Regions from separate parts of the Ovis aries genome. Here region 1 is linked to region 2. The links are chromatin contacts, called in public Hi-C maps. All regions are on one chromosome and are shown on one strand. Each heading gives the region's core, a stretch centred on a gene start, on an enhancer-like site or on the middle of the called end of the contact. The rest is flanking DNA. Distances are from core to core; before and after follow the strand shown. Region 1 holds the start of MTG2 (mitochondrial ribosome associated GTPase 2). Region 2 holds the start of RPS21 (ribosomal protein S21).

Region 1 (3,778 bases), core at 214-2,713, 150 kb after region 2:
GACCATGCGGGCTGCTAGCATCCAGCACCCCACACCCTCCAACACCGCTTGGGGTCTCGCTGAGAAAAGCCTTGAAGGTATCATAACTCCTTAACAAAAGGCAAACTGGTAAAATAAGACATCTGGTTTAAACCTGAACATGAAATTGAAACTAAAGAAGTGTGGGTTCCTGGGCCAAAAAAATCCTGATCTACGTTTCTGAAATAAATGAGCCCACGAAGGAAGCTCTCACCTCACTCACCACTTTCCACAGGAGTCAGGCCCTCTTAGCCCATATGCCACTTGGAAAGAGTTCCCTGGTGGCCTAGTGGTTAGAATTCTGGGCTCTCACTGCCAGAAGCCTAGGCTCCCTCTGTGGCCAGGGAACTGAGAGCCCATAAATCTTGAGGACAACCCCCCGCCCCCACGCCAAAACAAACCCATTTGTTTCTTACAACCCTATGAGAGATAACACCGCATACTGGATTTTCCCCATTTGCTTTTCTAGACTCCTTTCCCACGCTGCTGTTTCAAGAGAATACCCTGCAGGACCACCCTCAGTTGCCTTGCTGTTGGGCAATGGCTGGATGGAGTAGCAACAGCTGGATATCGACTGAAGGCTGCACCACCAGCCAAGGAGGCCATGTCTACGCTCCTCTGTCCTGGTCCTTCTCCTTACCCTGCGGGCGTCCAGGAGCGGCAGCAACGCCATTGTCACCAGCTCCAGATAAAAACATCAACTCTGCTGTTTCCCTGAATGCTCCCCTTCAAATGGGGGCCTTTACACCCTCCTTAAATTGTCCTCAAGAGACCGTGCCAGGATTTCGGACCCTTACATTTTGCACGCCCATTTTAAAGCAGTGGAGGCTGAGACTCAAGAGAGGCTGTCACTTGCCCACTTCACGTAGTATCCTCACTGCACCAGTGATTCACAGCAGTGTTCTTCAAATGCGGGACACACACACGACCACCGTCCAGGGCACCAAGGCAAAGGTCATTTTTAAAGAATCAATGTTGTGTTTCTTAACTCTGGACACGTTTCCGCTGCTAAAATCTATGTGCCTGAGAACTATCATTTAAAAGCGTGTTCTCCTTTCCGCTCGTGTCTCGAGAAGGGTCCTCTACAGAAGGAAGCCCCCTCCTGACGGACCGGGGTGCCAGACCAGGACGAGTCTGAGAAGTCCAGCCTGCCCCGAGCTGCCCTCAGAGCAGGACGCTGCTTCTGCAGAACTCTACACCCGTGTTCACGCTCACACTGTTCTGTGCGACCGCGCCACCGCAAGTACAGAACAACACCCGCGAGGACCTCGGCCCGAGGGCGTCTCCGGGCTGCCGGAGCGCGCCCACGCGGGCTAAAGGGAAGCAGGAAGCCCGGGCCAGGGACTCGAGGGCGCGCTCGGTCCCACTCCTGTGCCCTACCCTCTCCCACGGGTGCCCGGACGCTACCCACACTCACCACTCCGCGGGCACGTCACTTCCGGGGCCGCCTCCAGGGATCACTTCCGGGACCGGCCCCGCCTGCGCAGGGTTCCTCAGCGCGCATGTGCGAGAGGGGGAGGGGCTACGGGCGTCCGGGGAGAGCCGAGGAGGGTTTCCAGCAGGTGGGAGGGTGTTTCCTTTGAACCCAGGGACTCCGACACCGCCGGCCGGGCAACCCTCTCCCACCGCGGCTTCCGGCTCCCCATCACCTCACGGAAACTCAGTCTTCAGGTCGGTTCTCGAAGAGCCAGTTTATTAATCACACCAAAGGCATAAAACAAGACGCCAAAGTCCGACTGAAGAGAGAAACGGCGGATGAGGACGGTTGTCCGAGGACGGCCTGTGCTCGTGAACGAGACGGGGCGACCTGCCCGGTCACGGCCAAATGGTCAGACGCCCACCTCTGGCTCCGAGGTTGAGCGGCCGCCGGCGCTCAGCGACCGCCGAGGCGAGGCTCCGGCTGGGCGCGGGAGAGATGCTCGGTCGGCCGTGCCGGGCCGGAGATGCCGAGTCCAGACGCGGCCGGGGCGGGGTCGCCGCCCGGGCGCCCGCACCTCGGCCGGGAGACCAGGCGGCACCGACCGCGCCGCGCGGACAACTCGCTTCGGCCTGAGCTGCCGCGGACAGAAGAGACACGAGAGTGACGAGCCGCTGGCATCACTCCCCACATTACATAAAAATGGACGGCACGTTAAATAAACATTTTGTTATTAATCATTAAATATATTAACACCAACAATCATGTATAAATTAGGAAATAAATGTACAAACTATTTCACAAAGTGCTTTTTAAAATATATACACAACATTCAAGAAATTCTTAATGTAAGACATTTCAGATTGAAGTTTTGGGATAAGATTTTTTCAAGTGTCCTTTTCCTTCAAAAAGTATTAATACAGCACTTAAAAAAACACACACACACACAAAAGGCATATTCCCATATTGGCAAAGAATAAAAATAAACTATTTTCACAGTTCTCAAATGTTTTAACATTTTCAACAGGAAATTTTAATCCCCGATTGAGTTTGCAAATTACTTCTATGAAAATTGTCAGGAAAGAACAGAACAAAATGAAGGGAAATGACTCCCTAAATTGAAATTGCTAATGTCTGTGTCATTTAGCAATTAAGGGCTCTCACTTAAGTAATTTAATATAGAGATGTATTTTTTAAGCCCTTACTAGTATTAAGGGTTTCTAAAACCCGAAAGTCTACAAAATAAACATTTCTATCCCACTGTCCCTGTGATTCTGTCTCCACAGAAGAGGGCAGAACGTCCTAGAACAGGACTTGTACTGGACCCCAGCTGTCCCTTCAATGAGCCCTGGTGCTTCACCTGTAAAACAGCAACAGTAACTGTCGCCATGTTCCCAGTGGGGACGGAATTCATCCTGCTAGAAACACATAAAAAATGTCTTCTAGACTGCAAAGCATCCAATTATGCATAAAGTACTACCTTAAAATTTTAAAACATAAGACTTCACTAAAACATCAACTTCAGTAGACTTGATATCAAGAATTGGATTTTTTAAAAAAATTTTTTGGTTCTTGGAAATATGTCAGCATTTACCCAAAGATGTTTTTAAAGGGACCATAATAAATATGGGTATTATTATCCAAGTAAAGGTTGATAAAATGTCTGTATGACTTACTAGTGAAATGTATAACTTTTCCTTTGACCTGACTTTTCCACATGAGCTATCTTTAACATTTGCGCAGAATTTAAATGGCATTTAATGTCCTAGGAATGTAAAAACGACTCAAATTTCTCTGCGTTAGAGCTTTCCTTCTTTTTAGGAAGAACACAGTGAAATCAGTGGTGTTCTCTTTAAGATGTGAATTTCAGATATTCCTAAATGAAAAGGAATGCTCGCTTGGCGATCTGAATAAGCAGGTCCTGGAAGAAGTATAAAATAACTTGCCAACTCTTTGGAGAATTCGGTGTCACTATTTTAAATTATGAATTTAGAATTGAGCATATTACATATTAAAATTCCAGAAACGACCATCCGATAAACAAGAGTCAAACCCAAAGTAACTCCAGAGGACTACCCTCTCCTTCCTTCAGTTAACACCTCTCTCCCTGGGTGAGGCTGATCACAGTTGCCTTCTTGGATTCCTACTTATTTGGAACAAAGTCATTGATCCCTCTTTACTTTGTAATACAAAAACGTGTAACTTTTTGGATAAACAGAACCAGTGACAGACACAGGTAAGGAACGAGGTCTGGAAATCAAGGTTCAAGGCCTCTCCAAGTGAAGCTTATTTATCCTTTCCATTGGGTAACAAAGACTAATGCAAACCACAGAAAATGCCTGC
Region 2 (3,882 bases), core at 243-2,742:
ACCTGTGTCCAAGGGCTTGGGGCTACTCCCTCAGCGCCTGGAAGGCACCATAGACTTAAAATGTGCGCTAAGTGGCTGTCTGACCTCACTGTCAAGTGTCAAGATCTGTTTGCAAAAAGTAATGTATTTGTGCTTTAAGTAAAATTTGGTTTTGCAACATGTGTCACAGGCTGTCTTTCAGCGATCACCCCCAACACTCCAGAGCCCAGAAGAGCCTGCCACGCCCCCCCAAAAAAAAAACACAGAATGAAGCAGATAAATTTTCACTATTTATTTATAACAAATATTCCATATCCAGGATCCTCTTCAGTCAGAAGTTCCTGGAACAAAAAAGGACAACATTAAAACCTGGTTTCTGAAGCATCCTGGGCCCCAATGCCCAAACTCCAGTCCTCTTACTTTGAGACGATGCCATCAGCCTTGGCCAGCCGGAGAATGGAGTCATCTGACTCGCCCTAGGGGAAAAAGCAGGTTGGGACCAGCTGCCCACCGGTTGGACCAAGTGGAGACTAGCTAGCAACAGGCAGACCGCCGACTCTGCAGTGGGGGACAGGGTCTCAAGGAGGTCCCTGTGACAACTGGAAAGCTCCGAGGTTTTCCAAGGTGGGCTGGCCCTTTTTTTGGATCCTGAGCGTCCTATTTCCAACCCCAGGAAGAGGCTGGCAACCAGCACAATCTGATCCAACAGGCTCCAGTCCATTTCGCCAACAAACCCGCTCAGGCTTGGGGACAGCGAAAGGGACGCTACTCCAGTTCAAAAGCCCACAAGGTAAGCGAGGGGCCCCGAGACACACACCATCCTGCGAATGGCCCCGCAGATAGCGTAGGTTTTAAACTGGCCGTTGAACCTGCCTGTCACCTTGTCAACCTAAAAATTGAAAAAAGGAGTCATAAAGAGGTGCCCAAGCATCTTCGGGTCGAAACTTGAGGTTTGGAAATCAACGTGCAAGTCCGCCCGACCTCGCCCCCTCACACAGCGGGTAGGCCCTGCGGCCGCCCAGCTCACCTCGGCCACGTTCATCTGGATGGACGCATGATCCTTGGCGCCGATGATACGGTTGCTGGCGGAGCTGCGGGAGGCAGCGCAGTGAGCTGGGAGATGTAGGTTGGGGGTGGGGGGGTTTAGGGGCAGGAGAGGGGGAAGCTCACCATTTCCGCGGCACATACAGGTCCACGAACTCACCGGCGTCGTTCTGCATGTTGAGCGAGCGTCTGCGGGACCCCAAGGCGGCTTCTTGAGAACGGACCGTGTCCGCGCGCCCCTCCCAGTCCAGCCCCGACCACCGCGCGCCTGGCTAAGTTCCCGTCCCGATGCCGGGCCCAGCGCCGACCCCCCACCCACCGACCGCGGACCCTAAAGCCGTTCTCCTGCACTGATCCCAGACCCCGTGCCATCCTCCCTCCCGACCTCGGGCCCCGCGCCGTCCTACTTGCCCGGACGCCAGCCGCGCACCCCACCTGATGGTACCACGATGAGCGCGAGCGCAGAAAGGAAGGGCCGCTTCCCCCGGCAGCGCTATTGGCGGGCGAGGCGGGACCTCGGCGAGTACTTCCGGGTCCCGCGCTCCGCCGCGAGTTTGCGCGCGGGGGAGGGTCCCGTCGCTGTGACGCATTTCCGCTTCCGGTGGCCTGAAACTTCCGGATATACCATGGATATGGGCTGGTGGCTGGTGCGAACTTGTGAGACCGCAGGTGGGCGCGTCTTCACAACGGTGGTTTTCGCCCAGGTGGACGCTTCCCGCCGCCGGGATCGGCTAGTGCCAAGGGCCGCCCAGGCTGGACCCGACCCAGGTGGGAGGGCGGGAGCGCTGGCACGAGCCGGGTTGTCAGCACGTGGGAGCTACAGACCGCTCCGGGGGTCTTAGACCAGAGCCAAGCACCTCGAAGATGGACACAGAACGGGCGCCGCTGGTTATAAGAGCAAGAGCGAGCCCTGCGGTCCTGAGGGAGGAGTGGCAGGGCTGCGGTGACGGGCTCCTCCCAAAAGTGGAACTTAACTGCCCCAGAAACCGGGGCCTGAGCTAGAAAGGAGCTCGGCCACGCCTCGTGGCTGAGCCAGGTCAAACCCGCACGGCGGGTGCTCAGCACTATCGGCCCTGCTCAAGACCCTTCCGCCACATGAGTCCCGCTCCATCCTCCCCAGAGCAGTCTATGCCAGGCCCGCCCCTGGTGCGAGGGTCTGTTAATGAAGAAAAAAGAAAAACTCCAGGCTGCAGAGATAATTCCAGAGCCCTCCGTCCCGCAATCCTGTGATTGTGCCCCGCCGTCTCAGTTGAAACACCCCCTTGGGACTTCATCTTTCAGATGAGAGAGAGGGCCCCTCGGGGGTCGACTCCCAGAGCTTATACACCCCGCCGCCCCTGCTGGCCAGGGCCGAGCCCAGCAGTGGAGCCTCCGAAATCCCGATACCTCTTACTCGGCAAACCCTCCCGGTCCTCCAAGATAGGGTCCCACCTCACTTCCCCAACTCAAGTCTCTGTGAGGTCGCACAGGTGAGGGCTCTTCCAAGGCTGTGTCTGCTCACCTTGTGGCGACTGCGAATGATCCTGGTCGGCCTGTCCTCACGGCGCCCCATTTGAGTCACAGCCAACTTCTGTACAGGTCCGGGAGAATTTAATGTCTGGGCCTGGTCACAGCTGAGGCTACTCATACCTGAAAACCAGTGTTCGAGTGGGCAGTGTGTTTGCTGTTGCTTCCACTGGGCTCTGGCAGCTGGGCCTCAGGTCACTGAGGCCAGTGCCCTGTAGGAAGGTCATCATTCCCTGTTGGTGCCAGCTGGAGAGATGTGTGCCCTTTCCAGGACCCCCAGCACGTGCAGGGACACGTGCAGCACGTGTTTATGTCTGTGGTTGTATTATGGACCAGGGTTCTTGTCCTCCCTGCATGCATGTGTACTAAATTGCTTCAGACTCTGCGACCACATGGACTGTAGGCCTCCAGGCTCCTCTATCCATGGAATTCTCCAGGCAAGAATACTGGAATGGGCTGCCATGCCCTCCAGGGAATCTTCCCAACTCAGGGGTCAAACCTGGATCTCCTGCACTGGCAGGTGGATTCTTTACCACTAGTACCACCTGGGAAGCCTTTCTTGTCCTCCCTATTCAATAGAAATTGATATGAGATGAGATAAGAAATTCAGGCAAGGCTTTATCAGGGTTCCTGCTGCAGTAGGAAGGAGTGAAAACAAGTAATAGGTTCCCTTGTTCGCTCCATTGTATGGTGTGAAGGTAGGAGTGGGTCCAGGGATTGGGCTGGAGGGGAGCTTAGGTGGTTTGCCCATCTCTTTGGTAGTGTTAAGTGCAAGGGGCATGCGCTGGTACCGTGCTTTTGCTCCCAGCTGTTTAGAAGGGGCGGTTGGATTTTTAATCTGTGCCTTGTCCATAGTTTGCTTCACTTGCACGTGTAACAAAATCCACTCACACCCATTAGAATGACTACAGTGACTTTGAAAGTGGTGTCTTGAAGAGATCTGTACAGCCACATTCACAGCAGCATTATTCACAGTAGTCTATGATGGAAGCAACCCACGTGTTTGGGTGGGTGAAGGGATAAGCGGGATATCGTCTATGCACACAGTGGAATGTTGTTCATCTTTAAAAAGGAGGGGAATTGTGACAAGCATATGGATGAAACTTGAGAAATTGTGCTAAGTAAAACAAGCCAGTCACAAACAAGTACAGTGTAATTCCAGATACACAAGGTGCCTAGAGGAGTCGAATAACAGCGGCTGTGGCTGGGGTGGGGGTTAGTGTCTAATGGGCATAGAGCTCCTCTCTACAAGGTGAGGAAGTTGTAGAGATGGATGGTGGTGATATCTGCACAACATTATGAATGTATTTAATACCACTGAACTGCACACTTAATGGTCAAGGTGTTAAGTTT

What was found. A called contact is a pair of places that touch in the nucleus more often than the background predicts.
Region 1: a contact with region 2 is called in a Hi-C map of liver, with 3 times the contacts expected there. The contact joins the promoter of MTG2 here to the promoter of RPS21 in region 2. A contact is called at or near these places in 5 of 16 Hi-C or Micro-C datasets (blood, hypothalamus, liver and 1 more).

What each region holds. Positions count from the first base shown.
Region 1 is chr13:54,718,365-54,722,142 of ARS-UI_Ramb_v3.0, forward strand. It overlaps MTG2 (mitochondrial ribosome associated GTPase 2), which reads right to left and starts at 1,464. Exons shown (of 7, transcript XM_060396942.1): 1 at 1,436-1,464; 2 at 1-89. The coding sequence starts at 84. It overlaps SS18L1 (SS18L1 subunit of BAF chromatin remodeling complex), which reads right to left. Exons shown (of 12, transcript XM_060396943.1): 12 at 1,691-3,778.
Region 2 is chr13:54,564,968-54,568,849 of ARS-UI_Ramb_v3.0, forward strand. It overlaps RPS21 (ribosomal protein S21), which reads right to left and starts at 1,493. Exons shown (of 6, transcript XM_042229904.2): 1 at 1,409-1,493; 2 at 1,150-1,212; 3 at 1,007-1,070; 4 at 797-868; 5 at 400-455; 6 at 257-320. The coding sequence starts at 1,199. The coding sequence ends at 311. CABLES2 (Cdk5 and Abl enzyme substrate 2) reads left to right here. Exons shown (of 10, transcript XM_027976972.2): 10 at 1-157.